Regions from separate parts of the Mus musculus genome. Here region 2 is linked to region 1. Evidence: chromatin contacts called from public targeted proximity ligation data. All regions are on one chromosome and are shown on one strand. The core of a region is the stretch at or near the end of the contact, and the rest is flanking DNA. Distances in the headings are between cores, read along the strand shown.

What was found.
Region 2: a contact with region 1 is called in a targeted proximity ligation map of bone marrow-derived macrophages, with 2.5 times the contacts expected there. A contact is called at or near these places in 29 of 484 Hi-C or Micro-C datasets (the 3T3-L1 cell line, 3T3-L1-derived adipocytes, B cells and 20 more), 20 of 130 datasets of targeted methods (the 230-238 cell line, the NIH/3T3 cell line, the SCID.adh cell line and 13 more) and 3 of 9 other capture datasets (adipose tissue, liver and pancreatic islet).

The regions. Positions count from the first base shown.
Region 1 is chr19:12,571,123-12,577,652 of GRCm38.p6, reverse strand. Fam111a (family with sequence similarity 111, member A) reads right to left here and starts at 4,128. Exons shown (of 4, transcript NM_026640.2): 1 at 4,073-4,128; 2 at 483-563.
Region 2 is chr19:12,808,587-12,814,731 of GRCm38.p6, reverse strand. It overlaps Lpxn (leupaxin), which reads right to left. Exons shown (of 9, transcript NM_134152.4): 3 at 3,466-3,512. Among named protein-coding and RNA genes, the nearest start is that of Lpxn, 13 kb to the right of the region's middle.

The DNA of each region.
Region 1 (6,530 bases), core at 2,879-5,378:
GGGAGAGGAGCAGGATTGGGAACCTATGTAAAATTAATTAGCTAGTTGTGTATTTAATTAATTAAAATAAATAAAAAGTAAGACCTGAAACACCGGCCAGGGGAGATGAACTGGGTGGGTCCTAGGTCCTATCATTCCCCTTCATCTCTGCCTTGCTTGTCTCGGGACTTTAACAGTGCAAGCAGATAATTTATCTGCCAAGATAATCGCTCAAATAAGAAGAACAGAGCATCACGTGTCCCATGAACATGTCTTGCACTGTACCAAACACTATATATACCAAATACAAATCATCTGTTTTATCTAACCCCCACCACTGCCACAGAAAGCAGGTTCTATATAGATTTTGTTTTGGGAAAAGGGTATTCTTGTCAAGGGAGATGGTGCATCCAAACCCACAGATGGAAATAAATGGAGAATTCAGATGCAGATACCCTACAAAGGGTTTGCAGCTTGGAAACTCAAAATTATTTTCTACTTACACTGATGTTAATATCTGCTGTTGGTTTAAAATGGAGATGATAAGGCCAGGCAAACAGGCATGAAGAGAACTGAGTAGTGGTCTGAAAACAAAAGAAATTGGTAAGAAACATCAAAAAGTAATATGGAAAGTTTATCCAACTTAGTTACTGCTTTAGGTCCTTTGTTTGAAATGGCACTTCTCCCTGCTGTCTAAGCAAAAGAGGAAAAAATGGTTTAAATGACATACTGACACCACTAACAGTGGGAGAGGGGACTGTTGCCAACTCTGTTTCCTGCCTTTGAGGCCCTTCCGGTGCTAAGAACCACTAGACCATATGCCACAAAGGAGAGCAAGCTTGTGCTTCTTCAGTAGGTCACCATCAGAAGACACAGTCAAGGAATGAGTGCTGTAGGCAGTGAACTGATAAGTTTCCATAAGCTCCATCACATAGTTCTCGGAACCTTGCTTTAAAAGTTTCAGTTCATTCTACAGAGCTCAAACTTCTATTCAAAAATCACAAAACTCCAGTGAGGATATCTTGGAGAATTTATATTTACATTATTTTCTAACGAAAAGACAAGAAGGAGGTGGAAACAGGAGACGACCATATAATGAAATTCCAAATACCTATCATATACCAAATAATTTTTCTTTGTAAGTTTTTTCTCATACACACACACACACACACACACACACACACACACACACATGTGCGCACGCGCGCGCGAGCGAAAATATATGTTCTTGTTTTTTCTGAGACAATGTCTCATATAACTCAGGCTGGCTATGGACTTTTGAACTCCTGATCCTCCTGCCTCCACTTTTCAACAGTCTGGATTATAGATATGTACTATCACATCTGCCATAAGCGGTACAGAGATTCAAATCCAGGGCTTTGTGAATAAAAGGTGATCGCTCTAACAGCTGGGCCACATATGAAACCCTGTAGTGTGTTTTTAACTAGTAGATGAAAGTCACACTCAACAAGTTAGGATTGTCTTTTTGTACAATTGCAGTGCCAATTTATTCACATCAAAATGCAACTAAGATACAGACATCACCTTTATTTTTTTTTTTTCCTTTAAAACATGTCTTGTTTTGTAGGCCAAGATGACCTCAAACTGGCCACCCTCCTGTCTCACCCTCCTCAGAGTTGGGACGAAAGTGAGCACAGCACACCCAACTTAATTATGCATTTTAGTCGTGTTTCCATCCATGTAGAAAGTGATCAGACGAAAACAGAAAGGTTGTCTGCGGACAGCCACCCACGGCTTGCTTCTTTTCTCTATGTGTAATTGAAGCACATACCCGGTGGGAGCCATGTAAAGCCTGTGTCCATGATCTTAACCCCTCCATTGTAGCACCTGAGTCCTAGATTTCTACCAGTAACTGCTGCTAAGGAGCTAGGAAGGATGTCTACTAGCCCCCCTGAACTAGTTCTGTGTTTGTGAAAAGCAGAAGCAACTAAAAATATGGCAGGGACATCCTATGAGAATTTGCACAGCAGGGTGAATGCCAAGAGTACGGGCTTAGCTTAGGCAGCCATGTTGGAGCTGCAGGGACCTGGGCTTACTGGCTGGCTCCTTCCTTTCTTTTTCTTTCTTTTTTTTTTTTTTTTTTTTTTGGTTTTTGGTTTTTGAGACAGGGTTTCTCTGTATAGCCCTGGCTGTCCTGGAACTCACTTTGTAGACCAGGCTGGCCTCGAACTCAGAAATCTGCCTGCCTCTGCCTCCCGAGTGCTGGGATTTTAAAGGCTTGGGCCACCACCGCCCGGCTACTGGCTACTTTCTGCCTCTTCCTCACCCTAAAAGGAGGGGCAGAGTCATCCTCATCTGCTGTGAAAATTGAACGGCCATCTGTGAACGATTACTCAGAGAATATTCCTGCTAGTGCTGGGATTGAGGCCAATATTTACCCACAGGGACACGCCTTGGACTTAAGAAAATGATAGTGCATGAGTACTTGAGGAACTGGTCTGGACTAGCTGATCTTGGTGGGCAGAAATTTCTGTTCAACCAGAAAAACAATGTGAGGTTCCCTGTCTGTTGATGGTTCATATTGTAAAATATAAAAGCTAACAGAAAGAAATATGAATTTGGCAGTTCACAGGCACATGCTTAAACAATTCTGAATCATTCCATATCTACCCCCACACAAACGATTTTCGGTATTCATGCTGGGTCATATTTTATTAGAATGTGGAGGAGGATCAGGTTAAAATGTCCACAGCCAGCCTGAGTTAAATGAGACTTTGTCTCAAAAAAAAATGGTGGAAATATCCTCTAATACAGAATTATTTGCTATATGATAGGTATTTGGAAGTTCATTGTATGATCCCCTCCTTCGTTTGTTTGTTTGTTTGTTTGTTTGTTTGTTTGTTTTTCGAGACAGGGTTTCTCTGTATAGCTCTGGGGATCCTGAAACTCACTTTGTAGACCAGGCTGGCCTCAAACTCAAAAATCTGCCTGCCTCTGCCTCCCCAGTGCTGGGATGAAAGGTGTGCGCCACCATGCCCGGCATATGATCCCCTCCTGCCTCCACTCCTCCTTGCTTTTTCAGTTAGAATGATGTGAATACAAATTCCTCCGAGTATACCACATTATAATTTGAGAAGACAAAGTACTTACATGTACTATCTTTCTTTAGTAGAGCAATAAACCAATATGGCCTGTACCAAGTCCCATCCTCGGTCTCCCTAACAGTTTCCTGGAATTGCTTTCTCCATCTTCTTCCCCTTTCTCTTGCCCCCTTTTTCTTTCCCCTGGCCTTTCTCACTCTCCCTATTTCTGAATAACGCCCTGCCCCACCAAGCCCCTTTAAGCCTCTTTCTGGCTTCTGAGCCACATCCGTCCCTCCCTATTGCCTAATAACTTCCTCTCCAGCCCCTTGTCTCCCTCCCCCACCTTCACTTCCCCCTCTCTTAAAGGCGCTTATTTTCTGGCTAGCCATGTGCACATTCTTGCCTACTTACTTTTCTCTCAGAAAGGCTTTCCAGAGGCAAAGACCAGAGCTGATCTAAGCCTGCCTCTTCCTACACTACCACATCATCAATACCAGCACGCTGAGGCTAGAATGCTGAAAACAACCCTGGGCTCCCTGGGTCCTTCAGATGGGTTAGCCCTTCTGCCTCTGTCCCAAGGGCTTTCCAGCGCTAGAAGTTCCCCCATGCCACCAGTGTGCCTGAGATTTCACCCACTCTTCATTTCAGAGTAGCACAGTTTGTTTATGGACCTGCCACCTTCCCTGGCTCACAGCTAGGACCAGCTACACTTGAACCCAACATCTAGCATTAAGTCTGCTTTTGGGAGGAAACCGTCACAGTGCCCTTAAAGAACACTAAAGATGACTGGTATTTTCTAGTCCTCAGCAGAACATACTGGGTTATGTTGATGGAAACAGCAGACAAATCAGGTTAATGTAGTAACCACCTATTCGAATATGGATAGCTTCCACTCCACCTGCTAGGCAAGCCTGAGAAAGAAATCAGTATTTGTCACTTGTGTATTTTTATTCCAAGATGAAATAGACTTGCTAAATATATTGGTGAATATTTGCTGCACACCACATTCTGACATGAAGAAATTAATCTTAAAGTGGCTTTTTACTTACTGGATCTTTCCACTCTATGGCAGCTTCGCTCCAGCCGCTGGAATCCCGGGTCTTTTAGAAAAAACAGAACCAGACTGTCATTTGACGTCTTTGTTCAGAGGGTGGAGAGACTGCGGATTGGTCCTTTCTCTGAACAGCAACCAGCTGTGCTTCAGTCCATTGGCTGCATTCAGAGCGCGGGACTGGACCAGAGCAAGCGCAGTGTGCATCCGCCCTGGTCTCTAAGGGCCGCCTAGTCAAGGAAGCCCGCCAATCGAGTGGGTGTGGTCCTCTACTCTCCAGGGATCTCCTTTTAGAGCCTAGTCAAATGAGGTATGCTAACTGGACTCAGTGGGAAGCTGAGGAGCCAGGACTAGATCTGGGTTCCCTCCTGGTTTCAGGCAGGTCCAGGGATTTTCTTCCAAATAGCAAGAGAGACCAGGGCAGCAGGTTAGTGACATGCTTTCTGGCTGCAGGCAGGAAGAGAATGAGCTAGGAGGAGGAAGGCTGGAGGACTCAGGGCCTTTCTAGGGGGTAACATCCCCACAGCAGACCAGCTTCAGTACTTGAACAAATCAGAAAGAAGCTGCAAATCCTTGTCAAAGACTCATTTTTCAAAAATGTATTAAATTTATTATTTGTGTGTAATATGTGTATGTGTGTGTATGCCACATGTCACAACTTTCAGGAATTCAGGCTCTTTCCTACCATGTGAGTCTAGTGGATCAAACTCAGTCAGACTTGGCAGCAGATGCTGAGTCATCTCGATGACCTAATAAATTGATTTTTTTCCAGATGTGCATCATTGGGAGTAAATATTTTCTACTCATAAAGAGAGTGTCCACTCCAGAAATATGAGCTGTGATTAAAAAGGAGGAAGAGGAGGGAGGGAGCCAGGCAGGGAGTGGGAAGAGATTACTGGGAGACACAACTGTTATGGGGCAAGAAGGAGGATGCTTAGGGCATGGCTAAAGAACTAGGGCAGTGGAAAGTCCCAGGAATCTATAAGGGTGACCCCAGCAATGGGGGATACAGAGCCTGAACCAGTAATCTTCTATAACTGGACAAGATTTCCAATGAACAGTTTGGGACACTAACCCAGCCACAAAGCATTCTACCTACAAATTGTCCTGCCTACAAGATAGTCTGGGGAAAAGTGGTGCAGAAATTGTGGAGGTGGCCAGGGATGACTGGTCCATCTTGAGACCCATATCATGTGAGGAAGCCAACCCCTGACACTACTAAAGATATTCATTCATACTTGCAGACAGACGCCTAACATAATCATTAGCAGAAAGGCTTTACCCAGCAATGAATGGAAACACAGATGCAGAAACCCACAGCCAAACATTAGGAAGAGCTTGGGCAATCCTGCAGAAGAAAGGGAGGAAGATGGTAGGAGTCAGAGGGGTCAAGCATACCACAAGAAAACCCACAGAATCAACTAACCTGTTTCCATAGCAGCTCACAGAGACTGAGCAGATTACAACTATTGCTACCACCTTGGAGAACCCAAACATCTCTGAAAACCTAAAACATATATCTAGCTATATGCTCTTTTCCACATCTACCACACCCCAGAGTTTGTAGTTCACATAGATTCTAGAATGGTTTTTAACAATGTAAGTCAGTTTACATCATTACTCAGTCCCACAGTCTCCCTCTAGACTAGATTTTACACATTTGTGACAAAACTCAAGACTTCCTGTGGCCTACCAGATGATTTTCACATGCATGTGCTAGCACAGCTGTGGCGTGGTTCTTTCTAGGGTATATTTTATGTTCAGAAGAAGTGAGATGATTTTAAAAACATTGTCTGCTAAGAAGGGAATTTGTACAATATTCACTCCTGGATAGTTTCTTCATGATATTATGTAACTCATACAGAGAGTCAAATGGGAGCCATCTGAAGACTGTTTACGTTTTAAACACACCCACCTTCCTTATTTCAATAGCAATTAGACTGCCTATACCAGATTGCTTCTTGGGTCCATTTGCTTGGAAAATCTTTTTCTAGCCCTTTACTATGAAGTAATGTCTGTCTTTGATGTCAGAGTATATTTACTTATTATATGCAGCAGAATGATGGATCTTGTTTTCACGTCCATTTTGCTAGCTTGTGTCTTTTTATTGGGAAATTGAGTCCATTGATATTGAGAGATATTAATGACCAAATGATTTGTAATTCCTGTTATTTTTAAATTGATCGTGGTAGTGTGAGATATTCAGAGCCTAATACTCTTAGGCTCTGTCATGGCAAATGATTGTGTCCTCTGAAACTAAAATGTTTTTTATTATATCAAAACTGCAGATAAATGCCATGCATTTGAGGTGCAATGTCAAAACATTTTCTTTTTTTTTTCTTGTGTGTGTGTGTCCAGGTTTTAGAAAGCAAGGCATCAAAATAGCTAGAAAATCCATGACAAGTGGAGATGAGTTTATTTCTCTCCTACCCTGTAACAGCAGGCTTGAGGAACAC
Region 2 (6,145 bases), core at 607-3,106, 240 kb before region 1:
ACCTGACCAATACAAATGCAGATACAGTCAGCCATTGGACTGAGCCCAAGGACCCCAATGGAAGAGCTAAGGGAATAACTAAAGGAGCTGAAGGGGATTGCAACCCCCTAGGAAGAACAATATCAGCTAACTGGACCACCCAGAGCTCCCCGGGACTAAACCACCATCCAAAGACTATACGTGGAGGGAGCCATGGCTCTAGATACATATATAGCAAAAGATGGTCTTATCTGACATCAATGGGAGGGGAGGCCCTTAGTCCTGTGGAGGCTTGATGCCCTAGTATAGGAGGATGCTAGAGCGCTGAGGGGGTGAGTGGGTAGAGGAGCACCCTTATAGAGGGCAAAGGGGAGAGGGGAGGAGGGATGGGATGGGTAGTTTGTGGAGGGGTAACCTAGAAGGGGGATATAATTTGAAATGTAAACAAATAAAATGATTTAAAACAGTCCCCTTCCATAGCAAGCACTTAACCAAGTAATATCTCCCCAGACACAAATGTAGCTTTTTATCTAAGCCTGTTCATTCATAAGGCCTCCTCACCTTACAGTTGTGGAAAACTTGTTCATGCTCAAAAAAGTGCCCACACTTTCAAACTATAATCCATGTATAGCATGTAAAAGGAGGAAGACCATTGTCAAGATTCCCTAACATCAGCTTACTCAGCAATATTTTATTCTAAATAGGAAATAAGAATTTGAGGAGCTGATGGTTGCAAATTACAGCCCATACAGGAAATATTCTTGAAAGAAACTTCAAATTAGAGACCTCTGATCTGTCCCTAGCCGTTTAAAGAAAGCAAAAGTAGCATGCTATATCATGAGCTACAAGCTACTTTATGATTTGGAATTTTTAATAATACAAAGCACAACACCTGTTATTTGAAAGAATGTACAGAATGTATACTTTCGAAGTAAGGAGCTCCATCATGCCGAGTTTTCCTCTGTTTAATTCTGCTATATTTTGTGAACGGTTCCTCCCATTATTACCAAAAGTGCTACTTTTGCTCCGGTATACTTATAAACAATTGCCATATTGCTATTGGTGGACAGTGGCTAGAAACATCCCAGTGCTTCAGCCACAGCTGATACTTAGCACACTCTCAAGGTATATTGGGAGCAATGGGTATCCCATTTATGCAAACCAGAGTATATGGTGGAAACAAATAAGGGAATATACCTTCTGAGTTTAGTGTTCTAGCTGGGCATGCTAGTATTTATGGCTCAGAATCACAATCACCTAGGAAATTTATAACACTCCACACATAGTTATGGAAGGGTTTTATATCATTCTCTCACACACATCTCCATTGTAGGTATAGCTTGGTAATGGAAATGTACCAAAGTATTGCAGTCTAGAAAATATAAGCATATTTGAGTTTAAAAAAAATGGAAATACTATCATAGAAAATTGGTTGAACAGATGGTGAGAGAGCTAAGAAGCAAAACAGAAGACATGGGGGTTACCTGAAAGCCCCAGCAGCAAGTCATCACCACCCCTGTGCTAAAGGACAGAATGCATGGCAACATCATGAGAGCCCATGCCTCTGGTTCAGTGTGCTGGGACAACAGCAGGTTGTCATGCTCCAACTGACAGAGATGCAGCTGCTGATAAAGACACTGGAAAGTCAAGCACCAAGGCAAGGCAAGTGCCCTGCATTTTCCTACTCTACATCTGCTGGTCTCTCCAGCACTTCTTGCTTATCAAAGCCCATGACAGCCAACTGTCTTGGAACTTGGGAATACTGCTATTTGGATAAGGGATTTACTAAAAGAATTAGAAATGCCATACACGGACAGACAGATGGCAGCAAGATGGGGTTCCTATGGCAGAGTGAGTCTCCTATACATGTTAGGGAAAGGGGGAGGCTCTAAACTGCAGGACTGATGAACAGTCTGTGGTTTATGCTTGCAGTCAGGCCAGCTCTGATAGGTGGCTGCACACAAGTGTGTGTGTGTGTGTGTGTGTGTGTGTGTGTGTGTGTATGTGTGTTGGGAGTGGTCTGTTAGCATAGGATCTGTATGTAGAATAAGCTATAAGCTAGAGGAGAGCAAGTATCTAGAAAAGCAAGTTAAATGGAAAGCATTTGCAAAAATGGCCTGGCCCTAAATGACAGAACACAGAATATGAAAAGAGACAGAGGCCAGTTACCCAGTGCTGTAGGAGAAGATGACCATAAAATAGTGTCATGATTAAATAACTGATCACAGTGCCGGACATACTGGAAAATAATTAATGCTTGGACTGGTTTTCATGTTACATATTTCAGTATTCATATGCATTTCTACTTCTTAATAAAACATACTGTTGCTGAGAGCCTTTTAAGTACAGTTACCACTTTTGTTGTTTGTGTTTGTTTTGGTTTTAGCTAGGGCAGAAAGGTGAAGACAATGGAGATATGTTCACCTCTCACTTCCTGGAGCTGGAATAAATAGGTAATGTGTATATAAGTAAACTAGCTTCACTCCCACCACAGAAGGAAGTGACCTCAAGTGGAATGTATTAAAATGACTTCCCGTAGTTCAAGTCCATTGCCTGATTTAGCTCCCCATGTATGCTCTATGTACTATGATCCTGAGATCAGATAGTGCAGTGGAGCACTCTGTGACAAGCACAAATCCTTAAGAAAAGGTTCTAGTTTCTTTTGTGTGTGTGTGTGTGTGTGTGTTTGTGTGTGTTATGATTAAAGAGGCAAACACAAACGAGGTGGCCTTTCTGTTTCTGATTTATTTTAGATTACTAATCTGCTTTGGTTTGAAGAAATGACTTAGCAAGTGAATCTATTCCATGTGTAACACTTACTAAATGTTCCTTTCACCACCTACCTAACCTTTGAGCAGACCTGGAAAGTAGAATTATGTTTTCAGGTGTCTGTGATGGACCCTTGCTGTCTTCATATAGCCGTGGTCCTTGTACTGATATTGCTGGACCCTTGCTTAAGTTTCTTCAGGTGTGTTTTCACCTTTGAGTTCTGTTGCATGACATCCGGAAGTGAAGTGCCAAAACTCTATGCTAATTCTGAAACTTTTATCCTTTTTAGGTGATTTTTAAAAATGCAGAGATACTCCCAACCCCGAGCCTGGACACCTGTCTGGAAACGAGGTACCTTGAGAGGCTGCCAAGTCATTGTAGAAGGGTTCTGCCTCCACTCAAAGGCTCTGGGAAGAGGCGTACTATGGATGAAATCCAATAATAATCTTTACAAACAAATTTGTCAGCCAGGTGTGGTGGCGCACACCTTTAATCCCAGCACTCGGGAGGCAGAGGCAGGCGAATTTCTGAGTTCGAGGCCAGCCTGGTCTACAAAGTGAGTTCCAGGACAGCCAGGGCTATACAGAGAAACCCTGACTCAGAAAACAAACAAAAACAAAAAACAAAAAACAAAAAAAAAAGAATTTGTCACTTATTAATAATAAATTACCTGATAACTTTTAATTGTGAAGTTATTTATTAGACACCAAAGCATACCTGTAGACATTGGGCTCCTGGATATTGGTTGCATACACGAGCTGCACCTAAGAAGTAAGTGACAGAAAAGAATAACAAATGGCATTTGTGTTAGAATGCTGTAACTTATCAACATGGAGAATGAGGGCGGCTTAGGCTTATAGCTGCCAAGGGGGATAACCAGAATGACATTTTGGTTCACACTTGTAGTCTAGGCTTCTTGGGAGGATGAGATAGAAGATGCATTAGTATGAGCTTAGTTTGGGCAGCATAGTGAGAGCTTATCTCAAAGCTAATAATAGTAATAATAATGATGATGATAATAATAATAAATAAAAGAAGTAACTAGCATATTGCTTAAGCATTTCCAAAGGTAGAATTACCTTTTATTTATTTTTTAATATTTATTTATTTATTATATGTAAGTACACTGTAGCTGTCTTCAGACACACCAGAACAGGGAGTCAGATCTCATTACGGATGGTTGTGAGCCACCATGTGGTTGCTGGGATTTGAACTCAGGACCTTCAGACGTGCAGTTGGGTGCTCTGACCTGCTGAGCCATCTCACCAGCCCAGAATTACCTTTTATTATACAGAGAAAAACCAAATTCTAAACAGAATTTGGCACTTGAAAGGTTACTACCCTCCCTGCCTTAAAAATAAAGATATAAAGAGATGTGTCATCCTCAGATAGGAAGCATAAAGTAACACGGTGGCTCAGGGAAAATCACTTTAAACACAATGGTGCCTAAGGGAAGGCTAAATCACAACCTTGACTTATGAAAAGTAATAATGTGTCAACCAAAGATGCGGCTGGACAGCAATTCATCTATTTACTCATTTAACACAAACTTACTTAGTGACTATTATGTTCCAGGGCATAGGATGTTGTACCCAAACCACAAAATAAGACAATCACACTAAAACCAAATACTCTGGGAAATGAAGTGGAGTGCCTGCCTCGCATCCAAGAGGCACTGGGTTCTAATTCTAACTCCACATAAACTTGCTGTGCTAGTATACTCTTATAACACCAGCACTTGGGAGCTGGATGCAGGATCAGGATTCAATCTCATCCACTCCTACACAAAGAGCTCAAAGTCAGCCTATATTACTTAAAACCTAAAATAATAAAACAAAAACTGAATATTCTAGAGCTTGCATTCTACTGACAAGAAGCAGATTTAAAAGTTAGTCAGGGAGTATAAAATAATAAGTATAAAAGTGTAATAAGGGAGTATAAAGGAGTAATAATAAGTATGAAGATAGCTGCTATGATGCATGGATGTGGGAAAACGCACTGAGTAGAAGACACTTGAACAATGCCGTGCATGAGGTAAGGAAAGCAAATGGGTATCAGGGAAATGTGGCCCCTGTGCAAGGTCTGAAAGGGAATGACAGCTGGGAAGCAGGGAGGCCAGGGAGGCCTGCAAGGCAGGGAGAGGGGCTAGATCTGCAGGTGGCAATCATGCATCAGACAGCTCAAACTGAGACACTTGTAAGAGGAAAGGAGAGTTCTAGAATTAGTTCCTGTGGTTTGATCTCTAAAGTTTTAATTTTGAGAGACAGACAGACAGACAGACAGAGACAGAGAGAGACAGTGAGAAAGAGAATCTGACTCTGTGTAATCTAGTCTGGAACTCAAGCACTCAGGTTCTGGTATATCACTAGAATTGAGATTTCAAATATATGTACCATAATGTACCATAATTCCCTAATGACGTACATATTACTAGTCAAACAACTTGGTTCTATTGTATTAGGGCACCTACAAAATAATTTCAATCAAGAACAAGGTGTGGTGGCTCGTGCTCTTACGTTTTAGGCCCAGCATTTGAAAAACTGAGGCAAGAAGACTGCAATTTTGAGGCCAGCCTTGGTAACTGTCTTAAAATAATTGTAGTAGCAACAACAATAATTGTGATCAAAATCTCTTTGCCTTATGTTTTAAATTTTTCCAAGGCAGAGCCTCATGTAGCCCAGGCTAGCACCAAAGTTGCTATGTAGCTGAAGCTGGCCTTGAAGTTCTGCTCCTCACGATAACACATGCAAGCCAACATACCTGGAGAGATTTCTATAACAATTTACCCAAAATAATTTAAAACAACACACACACTCATGCACACGCTCACACACACGTTGGCACACACACACACAAATATATATAAAACCACATAAGAAAAGAATTATGCTCAACATATAGACACTTACCTTAATTGGAAACTTGGTTATTGCTGCTTCTAATATTTTGATTTGGGAATTTTTCTTTAAAATGTTTATGTTTTAAAATATCTATAGTTGTCACTTTTTTATTGCTTTTATTTATTTATTTTTTTACAGTCCAGTCCTTATCCCAGTCTTGGTCGGCCCTCCCACAGTTCCTCATCCCATTCTCCCCCCCCCCCCCATCTCCAAAAGGATGCTGCCCCACACACCCACCAGGCCTCCCTACTCCCTGGGGCCTCAAGTCTCTCGAGCATTAGGCGCCTCTTCTCCCACTGAGGCCAAACCAGGTAGTCCTCTGCTGTATATGGGTCAGGGGTCTTGTACCAGTTTGCATATGCAGCCTGATTGGTGGCTCAGTGTCTGAGAGATCTCAGGGGTCTGGGTTAGTTGAGACAGCTTGTCTCCCTATGGTGTTACCCTCCTCCTCAGCTTGTGTGTCCTCCAAGAGGCCCAACAAGCAGCTGACTGAGACA